Linked DNA regions of Capsicum annuum: region 2 is linked to region 1. A link is a contact called in public Hi-C data. All regions are on one chromosome and are shown on one strand. Each heading gives the region's core, a stretch centred on a gene start, on an enhancer-like site or on the middle of the called end of the contact. The rest is flanking DNA. Distances are from core to core; before and after follow the strand shown. Region 1 overlaps LOC107874935 (a long non-coding RNA gene). Region 2 has its middle 19 kb from the start of LOC124899915.

What was found. A called contact is a pair of places that touch in the nucleus more often than the background predicts.
Region 2: a Hi-C map of pericarp shows a contact between it and region 1, with 6 times the contacts expected there. The contact joins two enhancer-like sites. A contact is called at or near these places in 4 of 5 Hi-C or Micro-C datasets (bud, leaf, pericarp and 1 more).

The regions. Positions count from the first base shown.
Region 1 is chr6:165,476,714-165,481,702 of UCD10Xv1.1, forward strand. LOC107874935 (a long non-coding RNA gene) reads left to right here. Exons shown (of 4, transcript XR_001675650.2): 2 at 315-429; 3 at 578-604; 4 at 886-1,360. Among protein-coding and RNA genes, the nearest start is that of LOC107874935, 4.4 kb to the left of the region's middle. Within about 2 kb of position 2,713, at least 1 of the 5 cell types and tissues checked has an H3K27ac peak or open chromatin away from gene starts, as enhancers often do. A contact at or near this core is called in pericarp, where this site is marked.
Region 2 is chr6:165,605,735-165,610,617 of UCD10Xv1.1, forward strand. No RefSeq gene overlaps it. Among protein-coding and RNA genes, the nearest start is that of LOC124899915, 19 kb to the right of the region's middle. Within about 2 kb of position 3,612, at least 5 of the 5 cell types and tissues checked have an H3K27ac peak or open chromatin away from gene starts, as enhancers often do. A contact at or near this core is called in pericarp, where this site is marked.

The DNA.
Region 1 (4,989 bases), core at 1,463-3,962:
GGTATGTCTAAGTTATGTCTAAGCTGTAGAAATGTCTAAAGTAATTGATAACCAGAGTCTGCTTTAGAGTTTCAAATGTATTACACTATCAGAAACGTTGGAGGACCATTACTCTTGAGTGCAGCACATGAAAAGGCATTGAAATCATTTATTAGTAAGAGCTATTATTTTGTTTTCTTGCTAGAATATTTTTAGGTTGATAGCATATGGAGATGGATCTATTTACATGTTCTTACTTCTCAAGTTTGACATTAAAATATTTTTTGAGGACAATTACATAAGAATATTAATTAGGTGATTTTACTTTCATGTAGACCCAACCACCAAAAAGTCTACCGGCAACAACTATGGAGTTAAACAATATGTTGATATTCACATTTGATACAAGTATGATGAGAAGCATAGCAACACCTATACATGACCCTTAAGGTTGGTTTCTTTTCATTGTCTTTGCCGGATCTCCATACTTCAGTTTATTGATTCAAGAGGATCATAATTTTTTGTACTCCGTGTTCATATTATTAAATCAGGCTTGTTTTCTCAATGTGCTCACTCATTTTCATTCTTGTAATTGCAGATAAAATTCTTAAAAAGATTGGTGAAGGTTAGTCTAAATTTTCTTTTCCTGATTTACTATTTAATACTCACCTACTTTTCTTTTTAGTCCGTTTAAAAAAGATTGATCTCTTTTCTTTTTTGGCAATACGTTAATTTTAACCTTCCACATGGCATGTTTAGGACTACAAGATTAAAGGACATTTTGGTATATTTGACACAACTTTAATTTAAGGTCACAAGATTCAAAAGCCTTCTTTCTGAAACGGAGGGAGTATCACTTATGGTTGGCCATGAATTTTTTTTTTTCAATATTTTATAATTCACCAGGTACCTTTGGTCAAGTTCTAGAATGTTGGGACAGAGAGCAGAAGGGATTTGTTGCCATCAAATTATCCGAGGTATTAAGAAGTATCGTGAAGTAGCAATGGTAGAAGTCGACGTGCTTCAAGGAAGATATGATAGGAGTGGAAGCCAGTATGTCTTTTCTATATTGAATATACTGGCTCTTCATATAAATGCAATTTTGAATGTGATGGTTAAAGAAGTTCCCTCGTTGCAGTTGTACACAATTACGGAACTGATTTGATTATCGTAATCATATTTGCTTAGTAAGTACATTACTGATTTGTGGTAACCTGATATCCCCAGCTTTGCTAATTCTATGGGGACTTAAAGCTTGCAATGAATTTAATGGTTTTAACAGGTATTGGGTCCGCGCTCAAGCATGGCCATGCCCACCTAGTATATATATATTTTCTAATATATAAAAGAGTGAAGGAAAGTAGGAGGCGGTCATCATGCCTGCTTTCTTTGTGATTTTATTATATCACTTTTAATTAATTATTATATCTCATTTACATATTAAGAAATTAATAATATTTAATTAAAATATAAAACAAATATTTATGACATATTTGCTCCAACTGCTTCAACCGTAATTTTAATATTTCATTCCTAATTAATTATTATAGGCTATTTAAGTATTAAAAAAAATTAATAATATTAAATAAAAAGATAAAATAAATAAAAAATGATAAACTAACTATTGATGTTTTAAATTATCTTGACATCTTTTATGAGGTCCGTCTAAATTGTTTTCACAACTAATTTTATATTAATTTTGTTATATCACTTCTAATAAATTATTTCTTAATTAATTATTATATGTCATTTACGTATTAAGAAATTAATAATATTTAATAATTATTTATGATATGTCTGTTTCAATCGTGATTGTACTGTTTCATCTCTAATTAATTATGATGAGTCATCTAAGTATTAAAAAATAATATTTAATAAAAAGAATGAAATAAATAAAAAAATAATAAATTTACTATTGATGTTTTAAATTAACTTGACATCTTATATATGAGATCCGCTTATATTTTTTTCACAACTATTTTTTGTAGTAATTTTTTTGTATCACTTCTAATAAGTTATTATGAGTCATTTAAGACATGTCTATTTCGCGGCTTCAACCGTGATATTTGATTGACTTTCGAAATTATATAAGTGTCACTTAAATTGACATAGAAGAAAAAGTATTATAAAAATCACAATAATTAGAAACTTAAATTATTTTTAAAATATAATTGACTATTAACACTACAAAAGTCTGGACAAGGAGAGTATTATAAATTATAAATGGCTAAAAGCTTAAAATAGTAAATTATAATATCAAAAAATTATTATAAATTACAATAACTATCAACTTAAAATATCTAAAAAAATATTAATAATATAATTAATTATTAAAATTTTATTTATGTCACATAAATTGAGACTAAAAAATAACATATATTGGGCCCATGTTAGCACGGGCCTTTAATATCTAGTATTTGTAGCATGGGCCTTTAATATCACAGACCTTTGATATCTAGTATTTGTAGCACGGGTCTTTAATATCTAGTATATATATATATAGTTCATGTTGATTAACAAAAACTAAAATCTGTCTTTAATACGTACACTTTGTTAGGAGTCAATAAGAATTTTGGTCAACATAAAATTAGTGGAACACATAGCATATATAGTATATATATATTAAGTGCGCGGGTTGAAATTATAACAGTAAGCTTTTAAAGAATTCCGACCAAAGGGACACATGTTTATAAATAGCAAGTAAACGTGTGCTTGAAAGATCATAATAGGCATGTAAGGAACTTTGAAATGTGGCATAATTGACCACTGATTAAAATTCCTCTCCGCGCCCGACTGTGAGGGGTAGTAGCCAAAGGGAAAATAATATTGACCTTCGGAACATGAGGAAAAGAAAAAAAAAAAAACTGGACCCCAATCAATTTGGACCTTGTACACATCAGCTCACTAAACAACAAAATATTTCTTCCGTCTCAAAAAGAATAACTTATTTTTATTATTATTATTATTATATTTTAAAAAAAAAAAGATCTTTTTTTTATTTTAGAACTTTTTAAATTTTAATTTTAATTTTTCACATGACATATTTAAAATTATAAAATTAAAAAATATTTTGATATTTTTGACATATATTTAATTTAAAATTATAAAATTTAAAATATTTTTTATTTACTTAAATTTCATATCATGTTAAAGTCGATCATTCTTTTTGAAATGAAAGAACCATATGTATGCTACACCATTTCAATTTAATTATTTGACTTAACGTAAAGTGTAAAAAATAAAAAATATAATTAAACATGTGTTATTCAATTCAAAATATATAGAAAGCATCAAATGTCTCGTAATCACTTTAATATGTCAGAAAGTTAAAATTAACAAAACAGAAGCAGTCTTTTAAAATTGTCTAATTAAAAAATAAATTGAACCGGAGGGAATACTTGTTTGAGTCAATTCATATATTATGTTTAAATAGGTTGATTGTATATAAAATTTTAAAACACATATTTTTTAAAATTTGTGATTTGTTTCATGCGATACTCCCTCTGATCTTCATTGCGCATCTTTTTAGGGTGCCAGAGTGAACCACCAGATAAAAAGTTAGTTAATTTTTTTTTTTATTTAATTTATGTGACATATATTATATTTTTTATATTTAAATTATATAGATTTTGATTAATAATATAAAATATATTTTTCAGTGATATTTATATGAGAAAAATTATAATTAAATAATGTTTCATATAATTTTTAAATATTTAAATTTAATTTTAAAATATTAATTAATCTATATAATTTAAATTAAAATAAAAATTAGTTAAATTAATTATCCAAAAATGAAAAGTGCCATCAATTGAGATAGAGGGAGTAGATTAAGTAGTTTGACTACATCACCCTTTATTTTTGTCTTGAAAAATTACTCCTTTAGTATATCTTCCTACACTCCTCGAAAATGAAAAAAAATAAATGAAAAACCTTTTACAAAATTGTTTGTATAATCTATCGTAGCAAGAGTTATTTTGAAAGAAAAAAGAAATAATACTCATTTTTTTAATTTTGAGAATGACACCTATTTTGGACTATGTAGTATAATTTATTGTAGCAAGAGTAATTTTGGGAAAAGAAGAAATGAACTCCTTCCTTAATTTTAAGAATAACACCTATTTTGGACGATATTTAAATGGTCAGAAAATGACTTATAAAGGACAGGAGGACATAATGTCTAAATAGCTAACGAATTTTGAAAGATCTAAGAGATACATATAACAATTATGTGGATATAAAAGTTTGTCAGTGAAGATAAATAAAAGGTTTAAATTATGCATTTCTAACTATGAAAAACTATAATTATTTTCACATATTTTCTCTATCCATTTTTGCTCATCTAGTATTGGCTTAACACATTTCTTTAAGTAGAAATAAATAATATAACAATTTTATTATATCGCTTTTTGAATATGATAAATTTAATAATTTGAGAAATAATTATAATTAACAACAAGAATAAATTAGGAATTAAGGGGTCATTTAGTGGGAACAAGTTATTCTCGGATTAGTTATCCTAACATGTATATGGATAACTTATTCCATCACTATGATATAAATAGCGGGATAAATAATTTTGAGACTAATTAATACCTTCAACCAAACGTATGATAAAATAATCTGATATTTTATTTCAAAACTATTATATTTTATACCCAATACCAAATGACGTCCTAAAAAGGAAGCGGCTAAAGCACCACTTTAAGTCCTAAATATTAAAAGGCCCACAAATTTTTATCATCCTTGTTTGATTTTTATATTCCACTTCAAAATAAATTTGAAAATCATTTCATATGAATGAAACTATTTTGGTATATCGTCCATAAGTATGCTATTTTATTTCAAACAACTATTTGCTTATCAAAATTAATTCTTTTTCAAATCAACTTGATGAATAGAATTAAGAGTTTAAGGAAAAAACAGGATCGAAAAATATTTTTCAAATTCTCTATCTCAAGCTACTATTCATAAATTTTTATTTTATCACGTGAATTCATGTTCAAATAT
Region 2 (4,883 bases), core at 2,362-4,861, 130 kb after region 1:
ATGTGATCAGGAGGTCACGAATTCAAACCTTAGAAATAGCCTCTAGCAGAAATGCAAGGTAACGTTGCGTACAATACACCCTTGTGATGGGACCCTTTCCCGAACACGCGCATAGCGGCAGCTTTAGTGCACCGAGCTGCCCTTTAATACAAGTGTAATTATCCTAACAAGTAAAAATGATATTTCTTAGCAAGATATGTTTATTTTCAAATGTCCAAGTGTCTAGTTCACTTGTTTTTAAATTAATTTGTTAAAATAAAAAATAAATAGTCCAGTTACATAATGTAGAGGATCAACCTTGAAACCTTTTCCTAGTGTATAGATGCATCTTTTTCACCCCGTTAAAGAAATGTCTTTGTCAAGGGGTGTGATCCAATGTTATTATGTCTAGATATCATTTTTTATGTATTTTAATAAATTAAGTGGCATAAACTAAATGAAATGCTATTTTACTGATAAAATAGGAATCATAAGGAAATAATTGCAAAATCAATTTTGATAAAGTTGTAAAAGTGAACACTAGTACAAAAAAAAACATAATCAACTTCTATAAAGATATTGATGTTTTGGTTCATGAAATCCCACATAATCAAACATATATACTTATACAGTAGTGTAGAAAAGGGCATATCAACATATATCTTTATTGGGGATATAATTTGTGAAGATTCTGGCAGAATATGTTAGGAATTGTTTGTGTACAAAGAATGAACTTAAACAATTAAAATGAAAGAACTTGCCTAAGATAATTTGGTCGTGTGTAATATAGACTATTAGATGCCCTTTTTTGTGTAAGTGTGACATATGAAAAGTTATCAAAAAAGATGGACCCGAGAAAATTCATTGAAAAAAGATGAAGGAGATTAGAAATATAGAAGTTAGTTACTCCACAAAACCTAAAATCTCTTAAAAACGTTACATATTTAGGTAAAACAATTTACAATGAGAGAAAGGGTCTAAATTGAAATGAACACGAATATAAAAAAAGTCATATAATTAATCCCAATTCATTTCAATAGTCATAAATAGTTTATTCATAAGTAATACTAATTAGTATATGTCCAAGTGTTCTTCCAGACTAAGAGAGTTGGTACAATATTGACTTCATATTGATTAGTTTAATCAATATTAGAATGAGATGGTATTGAGTAATGTAAAGTTGAACCTTTTAGTCTTCAAGCTACATTGATCTATATGTATGCTTGTATATTGATTCAAATCTCAGTTTCATTTTAAACACTAATATACATGATATACAATGTGATATACATTTATTATATGGTCGTGAATCTTTTAAACTTGTAAAGTGAATATCTTTTGAAGTTGATTATGGTTAGACAAGGTTATTAACTTTTTTGGATAAAACTTTTAGTAACATGACGGGAAATCAGATTCGCAAGAAATTCCATGTGAAATCAAAAGAGAGAATTGAGCTATATTACAAGCTAGCACGTTCCAAGCGAGTTAATCTCATCAAAAGAATTAACCAATCTCCGTATATTTTCACAAGTAGTATGTAATTTTTAGGACATTGTCATTTTTTCGTAGCACTTGCACCATATTTTGTGCGTCCCATATAACAGCTCATTTGGCCATGAGAATTTTTTTATTTTTTCGAAAAAAAAAAAAATTCTTTATGAAAAATGCAACCTCAAGTTGATGTTTGGCAATGAGAATTTCAAATAAAACTTGAAATTGTATTTGAAAAAGTGAAAAACAAAAAAAAATTGTTTTCACTTTTTTTCATCTTCTTTCTCTCACAAAAATTTAAAAATAACTCCAATTATATTCATGGACAAATACAACTTCAACTCTTAACATCAAAAATTTTAATTTTCATGGTCAAACGCCCACTAAATCTTTGACCAGCCATTTTGTAACGCACTTTTCAATGCTTGTCGAGTCGCTAGTACCCCAACGATGATAATCTTCAACAGATCTTAACGTCTCATATCGTTTCATCTCTTTCTTGTGACCACTGCTTCAGTTGTCATGGTAAAATATATTAAACATACAAAACTATAACTACAATGTCCATTTTTCCACTTTGAGTTTCCTTGAGAATTCGTCATTACTTTTTAAAGAAAAATCAGAATTGCATATCCAAATATATAAAAGATTCCCCAAAATTTGCATTATAGAAATTATTTGTCGGACATGGATCAGAAAGTAAGACCATCTCGTTCCTAAATACTTCATCGCATTAGTTTGCACCCTCTTAGGAAAAATATTAAGTGGAGACTAATCAGATTAATTTAGCTTTATCTATTTATTACTTCTCTCAATTTAATACTTAATTCTTTTACACTAAATTAATAATGTATCTTCATATTTATGACTACAAATAAAGATGAAAATAAATACTTATAAAATTATACCTTTTGATTTTTTAAAATGACAAGAACATTATAAAATATATATTTTTAATAAAAAATACAAATTTTATGGAATACATCTATTTTTAATTAGCATGACAAGTATTTAAAAACAGAGAAAAAAGTGTAGTATTTTTCTACATACTTATTTGACATTCTTAATTAATGCATTTGTTTAATTTAATAAAGTTAATATACTAAATTAACATTATATACATAACTTAAATAACTATTTGAATTTATACAATACATTAATTTTTATAAATATCACAAATATTAATATCATTTTTCAGGAAAATTTTAATTATATTTTATATACTAATTAACTTTATACCTTAAGCTCATTTTTAATTAAAAAAAACATGAGTTTAAACTTATTATTCAAAAAGAATAATTATGAGATTTATCTATATTTTTAAAAAAATCAATTTTACTCGCTATATTAAATTAAGCTTATAAAATAATTTTAAGACATTCTTTACAATTCAAGAAAAGTATTACCACTGTTATGAAATATAAAGTAAGTACAATAAAAATGGAGAGAGAAGAAAGAATTCTTGAAGGGTTCTTAAGTGGTTCTTTATAATGAAAAATGTTGACACCTAATTTTTGCTCTTCACTACCAAGTTTAGCCCTAAATTTCGTCGCTTTTAAATAAAATTACAACATTTATTTGATCCGAATAAAAATTCCCTCAAGTATTTATATAGGTAATTTGGTCGTCTTAAGTAACGATTATATGTTTTTGTATCCATATATACGAGATTGTATAATTTCGTTATATAAATAATTATTTTACAAAAATTACATTTTAATCAAGGGTTATCTTAAAAACTAATTCAAATGGTTAAAATTTTGATTCGAATATAATTTAGTCTCAAAAATAATTTATTTTGAAAAATATTTGTTTGATTTTATTAAATCAAGAAACTCGGGATTAAATTAATTGTTAATTTATTTCAAATTTTGATTCGATTTAGTCGATTCACTGAATTTGGACGTAATTGAAATTAATTAGACCACAATTGTAATACAACTGATAGATTAATTTACAATTTAGCTAGATTTTAAATTAAAATTGACTAATTTTTACAATTGAAAATACCCCAAAAACCCTCCACTCAGCCCTTTTCCATTTTTTATAGGCCACCAATTTACCCATTTTAATCTTCCACCTCAGCCCAACCTAAATCAACCCACAACCCAGCCCCCACAGCAAGGCCCAATTCAATAACAATTGTACCAGCCCAAAACAACCTGAATTTGTCCACTCAAGCCCACCTTTTAATCCTCTTTTCTAACATACAGAAATCCACCGACAACCAGAAACAGCGTACAACGTTAACAGCTTCCAAACAAGAACAACAGTGTAACAGCAACAACAACAACCCAGCGATATCACACTGTAACAGCAACGTTATCACAACAGCATCGAACAACATCAAACGCACACAACAGCTGTGCCAACGTCGTGTAACAGAGTAACGACAGCCAACAACGGGAAAAAACCCAGACCCCTCATTTATGATTTTGCCCTCTCGTACAGTCATTCATGGCTAAAATTCAGAGGGCTTTCATCTTTTTCAGTCTATTTCGGGCAAAGAAGTAACCCCCAAGTCTTTTCTTCACCTCTCTCACAGAAATTCAGTTTAAGTGGAATTCAAAAAACATCTCAAAAATTCAACCAAATTCACATTTTGAAATTTGAAAACCCTACCCCTCCCCCTCCCCCCTCCCCAATTTTCCCCTAGAAAGTGAGGGCTAGAGGGAAGAGGGGGGATTTTTGGGGAAAACGTTAGAGATTCTGGAGGCGCATGCTTCTAATCTCACTTAATCAAAAATTCTCGAAGAACATCCAAAAAAAAAGAATCAAAATTTGAAGGCCTGTTCAAAATTTCATTGATGGGAATCGAGTCTAGGTGGTAGAAGTTACATCGTTAAGCCCGTTTATCTCCGTTCGCTATTCAAAAATAGGTGACACTTCATCTCTGTTGCATTTTTCTTCTTCATATTTAAATATCATAATCTTGCAATAATTATGAGAGTGGACTTGTCTGGTTGCATTATTGTATGGTAATGATGATAGAATCAGTTGACATTGGGAGTTTATTCGATTACGTGCGAATTCTTGAAAAATTTAAATTTTTGATAGTATACTGGCATGTGGATTGTTTTGAAATTTATGATGGAAGTATCGTTCACCATTACGTCATGCTCGTGGAAAAGCTAAGGATGTCGTTTTCTTTTTTGGGTGTTTTATCTTTTCCGAGCTTGTGTTAAAGGCAGATTTGAATCAAGACAGTGGTTATATGATGTCCTGTTATGTAATCTAATTTGGGGGTGAGTCTGTGTAACATTCTTAGCCATATTTTCCCTCTTATATCAATCGATGTGCAGTTTGTCATTAACTATGGGGAGGTGAATCTTAATTAAAGGGATTGAGTTTCATATTTATTACTATGTAATTTTAAAGTAGTAGAACCTGATTTTTGGAGTAAACGGATTCAT